Regions from separate parts of the Rattus norvegicus genome. Here region 1 is linked to region 2. The links are chromatin contacts, called in public Hi-C maps. All regions are on one chromosome and are shown on one strand. The core of a region is the stretch at or near the end of the contact, and the rest is flanking DNA. Distances in the headings are between cores, read along the strand shown.

Evidence for each region. A called contact is a pair of places that touch in the nucleus more often than the background predicts.
Region 1: a contact with region 2 is called in a Hi-C map of frontal cortex, with 1.7 times the contacts expected there. The contact joins two enhancer-like sites. A contact is called at or near these places in 4 of 12 Hi-C or Micro-C datasets (the A7r5 cell line, Schwann cells, frontal cortex and 1 more).

What each region holds. Positions count from the first base shown.
Region 1 is chr12:15,678,263-15,683,796 of GRCr8, reverse strand. It overlaps a transcript of Ocm not described here. Among named protein-coding and RNA genes, the nearest start is that of Ocm, 20 kb to the left of the region's middle. Within about 2 kb of position 4,101, at least 8 of the 93 cell types and tissues checked have an H3K27ac peak or open chromatin away from gene starts, as enhancers often do.
Region 2 is chr12:15,638,218-15,644,080 of GRCr8, reverse strand. No RefSeq gene overlaps it. Among named protein-coding and RNA genes, the nearest start is that of Lmtk2, 19 kb to the right of the region's middle. Within about 2 kb of position 1,905, at least 7 of the 93 cell types and tissues checked have an H3K27ac peak or open chromatin away from gene starts, as enhancers often do.

The DNA of each region.
Region 1 (5,534 bases), core at 2,852-5,351, 38 kb before region 2:
CTTCGTAGATAAAGCGCTCTCTGTCCAGCAAGAGTCCCGGGGTTAGATCCTGTTCCTAGCACCCACATACGAAAAGCCGGGGGGTGCCAGCGTATGCCTGTAACTCCAGCCCTGAGAAGGTGACCTCAGGGAGAACCTGGAGCTCGGTAGCTGCGGTACAGCCAGTATGTGAGCTCCAGGTTTGGTGAGGGGCTTGAAGCTTAGTATGTCACTAGAACCCACGAACCTTATCTTTTGACCTGGGTTACTGGCACGCACCATCGCAGCAGGCTCCTCACAGGAATTCTGGGGATCCGAACTCAGGTCCTCACGCTCGCGTGGCAGGCCCTTTCGCGACTGAGCCCCATCTCCAGTACATACTTTAAACTTTTTACGTCTTATTTAGTTGTGTTGTGTGCTCGCAAGTGTACGCACGTGAGGGCACGCAGGTTCTCTCTCTGCCACCCCAGGGGTCCCAGGGATCAATCTCAGGCTGTCTGTCTGGGCAGCAGGTTATCTGTCTGTCGGGTGGCTTTACCCTGTGAACAGTCTCACTCGTGCTCCACCTGCAAGTCCTTTTTTACAAACTGCTTCCTTAGGAACCACTACGACTCCCCCACCCCACCCCCATTCCTTAAATATGCACGGCGTCTCATTCTTCTGTTGCTTTGGTTTATGCCGGGAGGTGAGTTTTTTAAGAAGATAGGGACAGATTCCCCACCACATTAACAATCTGTTAGCGGGCTGGGGATTTAGCTCAGTGGTAGAGCGCTTACCTAGGAAGCGCAAGGCCCTGGGTTCGGTCCCCAGCTCCGAAAAAAAGAACCAAAAAAAAAAAAAAAAAACCAAAAACCAAAAAAAAAAAAACCAATCCGTTAGCATCCCACCGAACAACACCCTCATGGATTCTGAAATCCCCTTAGCCACTGGATCTGTGTGTTCCCCAGAGAGTCTGGGAAAATGGCTTGTTTCACTGTTTCTTCCTCATTCTGGCAGTAAGTCAGTTTTTGGCTGTAGACAGAATCTATTTTGAGTTGCCTCTGAGTGTGTGCGTGTGCGTGTGCCTGTGCGTGTGTGTGTGTGTGTGTGTGCGCGCGTGCGCACGCGCGCGCGCAGTGTTGCTTCATATGTGTGGGTCTCCTTGTGGCCTTTATATCTGAGACTCTTCTCTCCCTCCCAGACTCACAAGGACGGAGACGGCCCAGCAGTCAGAGCTTTTCTTAGGCACAGATGGTCACTGTGGGGGAGGGGAGGCTGCTGTGGGTCTCTTCCACCTGTGCTTGCGGGAGGAAGCCAACTGATCGGTCAGGATATGATGGCCTATACCTCTAATCCCGGCACTCCAGAGGCTGATGTGGGAGGATAGAAAATTTGAAGCTAACCTGGTCTACTTACTGAGTTCCAGGATAGCCTGGGCTATGCAGCAAGCGATCCTTGTTTGTTATTATTGTGGTTGTTTTGCTTAAGATCATCCTTACCTACAGAACAAGTTGAAGGCCGGCATGAGACCCTGCCTCAAGTAAATAAATATTGTTGATTTGTCTGTGCTGATCACTACTGTGTGCCCTCTCACTCAGGCCTGAATGAAGCTTATCTAACGTGTATTGTAATTTAAGTGTAATAGTCCAGATGCACGGTAATTCCCTTTCATCTTCTTAGCAGCAGCATGACATTCTGTGGGCAAGCCCAGTCCAAAACTATGGAATGGACAATCCCAGAGCCAGTAGACAGCTTCGTGGGTCAAGACACCTGCTACCAAGCCTCACGACCTGAATCCATCCCCCAAATCCCTATGATGGGAGGGGAGAAGCAGCTCCTCAAGTTGTCCCCTGACCTCCACATGTGCACTGTAGCACGTGCAACCCCACACACATACGTATGCATATAAAAATGTAATTAATACATTGGGACTGATGGCTCATCGGTTAGGAGCACTGGCTGTTCTTCCGGAGGACCCAGGTCCAATTCCCAGCATCCACACAAGCAGCTCACATCTGTCTGTAACTCTAGTTCCAGAGAGTCCAGTACCCTCACACAGACATTCATGCAGGCAATGCACTGATGCACATAAAATAAATAAATCTTTAGTTAAAAAAAATTTTTAAATGGGGGGCTGGAGAGATGGCTCAGTGGTTAGAGCACTGACTGCTCTTCCAGAGGTCCTGAGTTCAAATCCCAGCACCCACATGGTGGCTCATAACCATCTGTAATGGGATCTGATGCCCTCTTCTGGTGTGTCTGCAGACAGCTATTGATATACATAAAATAAATAAATAATTTTAAAAAAAAATTAAAATGTAATACATTTTTAAAAGTTGCATTGGTGGTTTAAGGGTTTGTTTGGGAGGCTGCTTTCTTTTTTTTTTTTTCCTAATTTATTTATTTTTATTTTCTGGGCACTGGTGTTTTGCCTGCACATATGTCTGTGTGAAGGAGTTGGATCCCCTGGAACTGGAGTTACAGATGGTTGTGAGCTGCCATGTGGGTGCTGGGAATTGAACCCAGGTCCTCTGGAAGAGCAGCTAGTACTCCTAACCACTAAGCCGTCTCTTCAGTTTTGTTTTCTACTTTTAGTTGAAACTTGTTTAATTTTGTTGAGAATTTTATTCACGAGAAATGTACTGATGGTGTTTCCTCTCTCCTATCCCTCATTAAGCTGGGGTACAACTCCGTGGTAGAGCCCCTGCCTAGAATCCCCCAGTGAGGGGCTGGGGGCGTGGCTCAGTGGTAGAGCCCCTGCCTAGAATCCCCCAGTGAGGGGCTGGGGGCGTGGCTCAGTGGCAGAGCCCCTGCCTAGAATCCCCCAGTGAGGGGCTGGGGGCGTGGCTCAGTGGTAGAGCCCCTGCCTAGAATCCCCCAGTGAGGGGCTGGGGGCGTGGCTCAGTGGCAGAGCCCCTGCCTAGAATCCCCCAGTGAGGGGCTGGGGCGTGGCTCAGTGGTAGAGCCCCTGCCTAGAATCCCCCAGTGAGGGGCTGGGGGCGTGGCTCAGTGGTAGAGCCCCTGCCTTGAATCCCCCAGTGAGGGGCTGGGGGCGTGGCTCAGTGGCAGAGCCCCTGCCTAGAATCCCCCAGTGAGGGGCTGGGGGCGTGGCTCAGTGGTAGAGCCCCTGCCTTGAATCCCCAGTGAGGGGCTGGGGTGCGGCTCAGTGGTAGAGCACCTGCCTAGAATCCCCCAGTGAGGGGCTGAGGGCGTGGCTCAGTGGTAGAGCCCCTGCCTAGAATCCCCCAGTGAGGGGCTGGGGCGTGGCTCAGTGGTAGAGCCCCTGCCTAGAATCCCCCAGTGAGGGGCTGGGGGTGTGGCTCAGTGGTAGAGCCCCTGCCTTGAATCCCCCAGTGAGGGGCTGGGGGCGTGGCTCAGTGGCAGAGCCCCTGCCTAGAATCCCCCAGTGAGGGGCTGGGGGCGTGGCTCAGTGGTAGAGCCCCTGCCTTGAATCCCCAGTGAGGGGCTGGGGTGCGGCTCAGTGGTAGAGCACCTGCCTAGAATCCCCCAGTGAGGGGCTGGGGCGTGGCTCAGTGGTAGAGCCCCTGCCTAGAATCCCCCAGTGAGGGGCTGAGGGCGTGGCTCAGTGGTAGAGCCCCTGCCTAGAATCCCCCAGTGAGGGGCTGGGGGCGTGGCTCAGTGGTAGAGCCCCTGCCTAGAATCCCCCAGTGAGGGGCTGGGGGCGTGGCTCAGTGGTAGAGCCCCTGCCTTGAATCCCCCAGTGAGGGGCTGGGGGCGTGGCTCAGTGGTAGAGCCCCTGCCTTGAATCCCCAGTGAAGAAAGGCCAGATGCCTAGTGAGATGGCTCAGCAGGTGCAGGTGTTTGGCACACAAGCCTGATGACCCGAGGTCAATCTCTAGAACCCACATACAGGAGAGAACCTCTTCTACAAAACTGTCCTCTACCACACACACGCACACACACACACACACACACACACACACACACACACACAGAGAGAGAGAGAGAGAGAGAGAGAGAGAGAGAGAGAGAGAGAAATAATAAATTTTACATTTTTTTAAAGCAAAGGAAGGAAGAACCGGAAAGGGAAGAGAAGAGGCCACACAAAGTAGAAGACTGGCAAAGTACGTTACGGCAGATCACCCAGATGGAATGGTACCCAGCTCTTAAAAATAACAGCTACGGAGGCTGCAGGGGTATATATGTCCATGACATAATTGTAAGTAAAGCAAGCTCAACCCACGATGGTCTCTGCCTAGAACTGGGTAAAAATACACCTTCAGATAAACAGAGGCCGGGAGGGACACCAAAACCAGATCGGCAGGGATCTTTCTTTCTTTGTCTCCCCCCCCCTCGTATTTCTCTGTCCCTCCCTCCCTCCCTCCGTCCGTCCGTCCGTCCGTCCGTCTGTCTGTCTGTCTGTCTGTCTGTCTTATTCTTTGATTCTTTGCTGTGGTGGCATCATGATCACAAACTGAGAAGGAACTGTGTTGAGGGAGAAGGGAGCCTTGTGCTCTGGGTTGGTGGGTTGTCACTGGAAACACTTTCACTTTATCTGTAGCTACGGGCACAGATTGAGCTCAGAGTGCTGGGCTTTTAGGATGAGTCCAGGCCAACATGCACTCCCCAGTGTGAAGTACAACCTCTGATTTCCAGGCAAGTAGTGCGCGCGCGCGCGTGCGTATGTAAGTTAGAGGATGACTTCAGGTACCTTCTGCCGTTTGGTTTTTTCCTTTGTAGGGGCAGGGACTGAGTATATGTGCACCATGTGCGTGCAGGTACTCATAGAGGCCAGCAGAGGGCATCAGGTCCCCCCCGGAGCTGTCCCAAATGGATGCTGGAAACTGAACCCAGGTCTTCTGCAAGAGCAGGAAGTCCTGGTCACGGCTGAGTCATCTCTTCAGCTCCTCCCCCTTTCTTGATGGCCTGGTACTCATTGAATAGTCTAGATCCTCCTGTCTCTGCCTCCCCAGCACTGGGATTAAAAGCATGCTGTACCTTACCCGGCTGTTTTGTTTTGTCCAATGTGGGGTCCAGTGATGGAATTCAGATCCTCATGACTGTAAGGCTCCAGAATTGCAATGGCAATCCACGTCTGTTAAACAATTAATACAAAGTCTAAGGTATCTTAGGCTGGCCTCCAACTCACTCTGTAGCCAAAAGTGACCTGGGATGCCTGATCCTCCTGTTTCTATCTCTAATGTGTTAGGATTACAGGTGTACACCACCATGCCTGGTTTATATGTAGCCATGATGGACCTTAGGGCGCCATGCAGGCTAGGCACATGCTCTATCAACTGGATGCTACATCCCTAGTCCATGTCTGGTTTTTAAAGCTACTTGGTTTGTGGTATTGTGTTAACACTGCTGCTAAGGGGTTGGGGATTTGGCTCAGTGGTAGAGCGCTTGCCGAGCAAACGCAAGGCCCTGGGTTTGGTCCCCAGCTCCAGAAAAAAACAAACCAAAACAAAACAAAAAAACAACACTGCTGCTAAACAAAGGATGTCATGGTGCCCTCTCCGTGTTGGAGCTGCATTGTCCAGAACCTGAGAATGTGGCTATATTTGGAGATAGGGCCTTTAAAAGGACCATGAAGTTAAAATAAGGTTGAAGAG
Region 2 (5,863 bases), core at 656-3,155:
TCTTCTTGTAACCAAAGCTGTCCTATAACTACTGATCTTCATGCTTTTACCTTCCAACTACCAGGATTACACCAAGTACAATATAGATTGAGAAACTGAGGTCTAACATACATGGCATCAAAGTCACCTTTTCAAACTATCCATCTCAAAGGTTTCCAACAGAATTCACAAAGTTATGAAATTAAGTTTTTTTAAAAGATTTATTTATTTATTTATTTTATGCATATGAGTACACTGTAGCTGTCTTCAGACACACCAGAAGAGGGCATTGGATCCCATTCCAAATGGTTGTGAGCCACCATGTGGTTGCTGGGAATTAAACTCGGGACCTCTGGAAGAACAGTCAGTGCTCATAACCGCTGAGCCATCTCTCCAGCCAGAAGCTAAGCTTTAAGCATTCAAGAATGTTCCTTCAAAGAACATTAAGGAACATTAAGGCTGTGAAATGTCCAGTATGGTGGCAAACACTTTTGAATCCCAGTATTCAGGAGGTAGAGGCAGGTGGATGAGAGGCCAGTTTGGTCTACAGAGTGACTTTCAGGGCAGCCACAGCTATATAGTGAGACCCAATAACTAACCAACCAACCAAACAAACAAACAAACAAACAAACCACAAAGATAGACTGGAGAGATGACTCAGTGGGTAAAGTACTTGTCCCGCAGGTATGAAGGCCTAAATTTGAATTTTCAGCACCCACCTAATAGCTGAATGTTATACATGTGAAAGATGGCCCACGGGCTACAAGTACTTATTCTTCCAGAGGATCTGACTTCAAAGCCCAGCCCCCACATTGGGTGGCTCACAACTACCTCCAGGGGATCTGATGTCCTCTTCTGATCTTCTAAGACGCTTCCACTCATCTACACATACCCACGAATAGATATACACATATCTACATAATTAAAGTAATAATAGAAATAAACCACATTTTAAATGATATCTTATTATTTTATGTGAGTGGGTGTTTTGCCTGCACATATCTCTGCAGACCACATGTGTGCAGTGCTCCCAGGGACCCCGTCCCCTGAGCATTGGATCCTTTAGGCCTGGAGTTACAGATGGCTGTAAGCCACCACGTGGATGCTGGGTATTGAACTTGGGTTCTCTGGAAGATGGGCCAGTGTTCTTAGCCGACTGTTGAGTCATCTCTCCAGCTTCGTGAGATAAATTTCTAAAGTAAAACTAAGGTAGAGGGCAATTGTGGAAGACACCTAACTTTGACCTTTGGTTTTCACACGCACAAGCATAGGCACGTGCACACATACGCGCAGCAGCACACATACAGAAAGACAACTGCCAGCTGCACACAATGGCACAGGCTTGTAAATCCCAGCACTCAGGAGATTGAAACAGAACGGTCTTCAAGGCCCAGCCAAGCATCTGTAATTCCAGCTGAAGCAGGAATATTGCTACAAATTTTATGTCTGTCTGAACTAGAGTGAATCCTTGTCTCAAAAAAGATGATAATTTTTACCATTTCACTATGTGTTAGACTCACACTTTCAATCTTCCTACCTTAGCTTCTCAAGTGCTAGAATTTTAAGTGTATGACACCACAGCCTGATACATTTATAACAAAACAAAGCAAGATGACCCTTGAAGGGTAACATGATAGCTGGAGTTTGAGTTGTCATCTTGGACCACAGGGATAGTGCCACACCTGAGGGATGGAAGAACAAGCATCCAGAAAAATTCAGGACACCTTTGTGCTGCCAGCCTACCCAAAGCTGCTCATTGAGGCTTTTAAGTGAGAAAAAGATAAACTTTCTTATTTAAGACAGTCTCTTATTTGGCAGGGATGGGGGTGGAGGGTGTTCCGAATCTTCACAGTTGAACTTAAGACTAACCGACATCAAGTTGTCTGGTGAATCAGTCTAAATTCTTGGTTGTTAACCACAAAACTATTTTTAGCTGGTTTGAGAAGAAAAAAAGAATGTGTTAAAGAGTACTGGTTAATACCAATCTCTAAAAGGGCTAGAGAATCTGGCTCAGAGTCTACTAAAAAAAAGAAAGAAAGAAAGAAAAAAAAAGCAGATCTCAAAGCACATAAAAATTATTTCAACAAAGCCACTGCCACTGAAGCAAATAGCAGACTGGTTAATTATTTCTCTCTAGTCTTTGGATGGAGTCCTAGCCAACCTCTTTCAATCTGGACATGCCTGGCACTCACTTCTTTCTCTCAGCCTCGGCTTGCCATATGGCAAGATTCAAGCTGTGAGGGAGGTAGGAAAGATCATCCCTAGCTGCAAGAGAGGCAGAGAAATGATCCCTAGCTGCAAGGGAGGCAGAGAAATGGTCCCTAGCTGCAAAGGAGGCAAGGAAAATGAGGCTTAGCTGCACAGGTGCAGGGAAATATGATCATCAGGCTTCTAGGATGTTATTGGATAGCCAGAAAGAAATGATCATTGCCTACTATGTATACCCCAGCCTTCCTAACAATTTTCCAAACCAAAATCCCAGATGGCTGTTTTATTGGATGGAACTTCTGCTTTCTCTTTGTATAGAGGGCATCCCTGATAGATTGTGGCTGAAATTATGATGTAACCAGCTACACTCTGTATGCTTTATATTGTTACCCCTTTGGATTTAATGTATCTGTGTAGTGCCTCCAATCCACTCTAGCATGCAGCAAATGCTCCCTGACCCAGCAGAAAATGTTTCCTATAACTCTCCCCCTAAATTTGTTTTATTTTATTATCTTTATATCTATACCTATATCTATGTCTATGTCTATGTCTATGTCCATGTCTGTCTGTCTGTCTATCTATCTATCTATCTATCTATCTATCTATCTATCTATCTATATTATCACTGAGAGGATAAGTTAAGTATCTTTACCCAATTTTCATGGCCAGGTCAAAAGAACTGGCTTTCTCATAACAGAGTGTGGATTCAACAGTTTCCTCATCGGTAAAGTTAGGGTTTTAGCAAGATGCAATGATACGTAGCTTCTGTAAGTCTGAGACAGGAAGATGGCAAGTTTAAGGCCAGCCTGAACTACATGGCGAGTTCTAGGCCAGCCTGGGTGATGTAAGTGAGACACTGTCACAAAACAAGGCAATGGAAAACAGCCAGTGAGGACTTTGGAGTCACTGGTTTCTGAGGACTGACTCAGACTGACTGACCAGGGTTTGATATTGCTGTTTCCTTAATATTGCATTATTGTTTGATTGATTGATTGATTGAGTGTGTGTGTGTGTGTGTGTGTGTGTGTGTGTGTGTGTGTGTAGGTCAGAGGATGACTTTTAGAAATTGATTCTCTCCTACCATGTGAGTCCTAGGGATTGAACTCAGATTGTTGGGCTTGATTGCAAGCATCTTTACCCAGTGAGTCATCTTTCTAGAGGTACCTCCTAGAGCAGATTTCATTAGCAGTAATTGGGAGTTTCCCAAAATGTGTGTTTGGAGATGGAGAGAGAGCTCTGTTGGGAAAGTGCCTGCCTTACAAGTGCTAGGAACTGAGTTTGATTCCTAGAACTCATGTCAAAAAAGCTGGGTGTGGTGGTGCACACCTGTCACTACCTGGAAGGTTTAGACATAGGGATTCCTGGTACTCACTTGTCAGCCTGTTTAGCCAATTTTGAGAGTGCCAGGCTACTGAGAGGCACTATCTCAAAAACAAGGTAACGTCCAGAACTATAAGTCAGTGACAGGGCATTTGCCAAGCCTCTGCGAAGCCCTAGGTTCAGTTCCCAGCACTGTCCAAAAGAGAAGAATAGGAGGAGAAGGAGGAAGAGGAAGAAGAGAGGGAGGAAGAGCAAAAGGAAGAAAAGGAAACCATTGAAGTTGTTTCAGACACGTTTTTAAGACTGGGTGTGATGACACATGCCTGTAATTCCAGCACATGGGAGGCTGGGACAAAAATAATTGTGTGAGTTAAAGCCAGCTCAGGCTATAATATGACTTCAAGGCCAGCCCTAACTAACAGTAAAACTGTCTCAAACAAACAAACAAATGAAAACAAAAAAAATAAATAAATGAATAAAAATAAAAAACCAAGGTGAACAGCTCTCAAGGGACAATACCCAAGGCTAAGCTCTGGTCACTACACACAACCACATGGACATGCACCACACATACATGTGCAGCTACATGATCATGCACTTTCACATGCACGCATTTACCTACAGATACATGGTTCTGATTTGGATTCTATTGTTGTGACATTTTGCACATGGGTGCTTCCAAAAGAATACTACACAAGAGCTAAAAGGCAGAAATGCTATAAAGGCCAGGCCCATGGATAGATGATGAATGGATAGATGAATGAAACATGCCTGCATATCTATGAAACATGCCTGCGTATCTAATGGAATACTACTCAGCCTTGGTAGGACTGAGGTTAACAAGGTGTGGTGTCTCATGTCTGTAATCCCAGCATTAGGGAGGCTGAGGCAGAAGGATTGCTTTGAGTGTGAGACCAGTCTAGTCTATATTTCAAGATCTTGTTTTGAGGGTTGAGGAAATTGGTGTTCCGTTGCTGCGAAGAGATGCTGTGACCAAAGCAACTATTGTAAAAGAAAGCACTTAACTGGGCACTTGCTTATGGTTTCAGAGGGTTAGTCTATTATAAGTATGATGCGGTGCATGGCAATGCACAGGCAGGCGTGGTGTTGGAGACATAGCAAAGAGCTTTTCATCCTGTAGGCAGCAGGCAGAGAGAGAATCATTGCCTGCCCCGTGCTGTTGAAACTTCAAAGTCATGCTCAGCAACACACCTGCTCAAACAAGGCCACACCCCCTAATCCTTCCCAAATGGTTCTCAATTGGAAACAAATATGCGAGCCTGTTGGGCCACTGTCATTGAAACCACCACAGATTTTGGAGATGGCTCATAGCAATCCTATGGAGAGATGCTAGGTAGAGACAGGATCATCTAGAAGACATGAATACCCTAATCTGTAGTATACAGAGCTGCAGAAACTATAAGAAAGACCCTTCCTCAACAAGGTGAAGGGTGAGATGCAAACAGGGTCTACAGGGCACGCATGCATGGGCACACAGACACACAGGCACACAGACACACACACGTGCACACGCATACAATTTTGAAGAAACAATTCTTAAAACAAGAGGTTCAAATGATATACTACTACTACAACTATGACTACGACTATGACTACTACTACTACTTCTTCTACTACTACTACTACTTCTACTACTACTTCTACTACTACTACTACTACTACTTCTACTACTACTACTACTACTACTTCTACTACTACTACTACTTCTACTACTACTACTACTACTTCTACTACTACTTCTTCTACTACTACTGCTTCTACTACTACTACTACTACTACTTCTACTACTACTTCTACTACTACTACTATTCTACTACTACTACTACTACTACGACTTCTACTACTACGACTTCTACTACTACGACTTCTACTACTACTACTACTTCTACTACTACTACTACTATTCTACTACAACTACTACTATTACTACTACCATCAATAATAATAATAAAAAGTGTTTGCTCAGAGACCTCATGTTTTCTAAGATTCTGTTGGATCTTATTAGCAGGCTTCAAGCCAAGTGACACATTGCCCAAGCATCTCATCTCTTCAGCAAGTTCATTGACAATTATAATCGATACAGAGAAAAATGAACTCTGTCCCTGACTCTTCTGCTATGAAAGAACTGCTGACTGCTCTGCGGATGTGAGCGAGCTGGCTAATTAGGTCTGGAGACCTAGATTTCCCCACCTCCACCCTCTAACTGTTGTCCCGGACTTGTTAGGAACTCCAGAATTATGTAGATTTATTCTCCTTCCTCCCCTCCCTCCTCTTTTCCTCCTTTCTTCCCTTCTCTTTTCCTTCTTTTCTTCCCCCCTCTCTCCTTCGTTTCTCC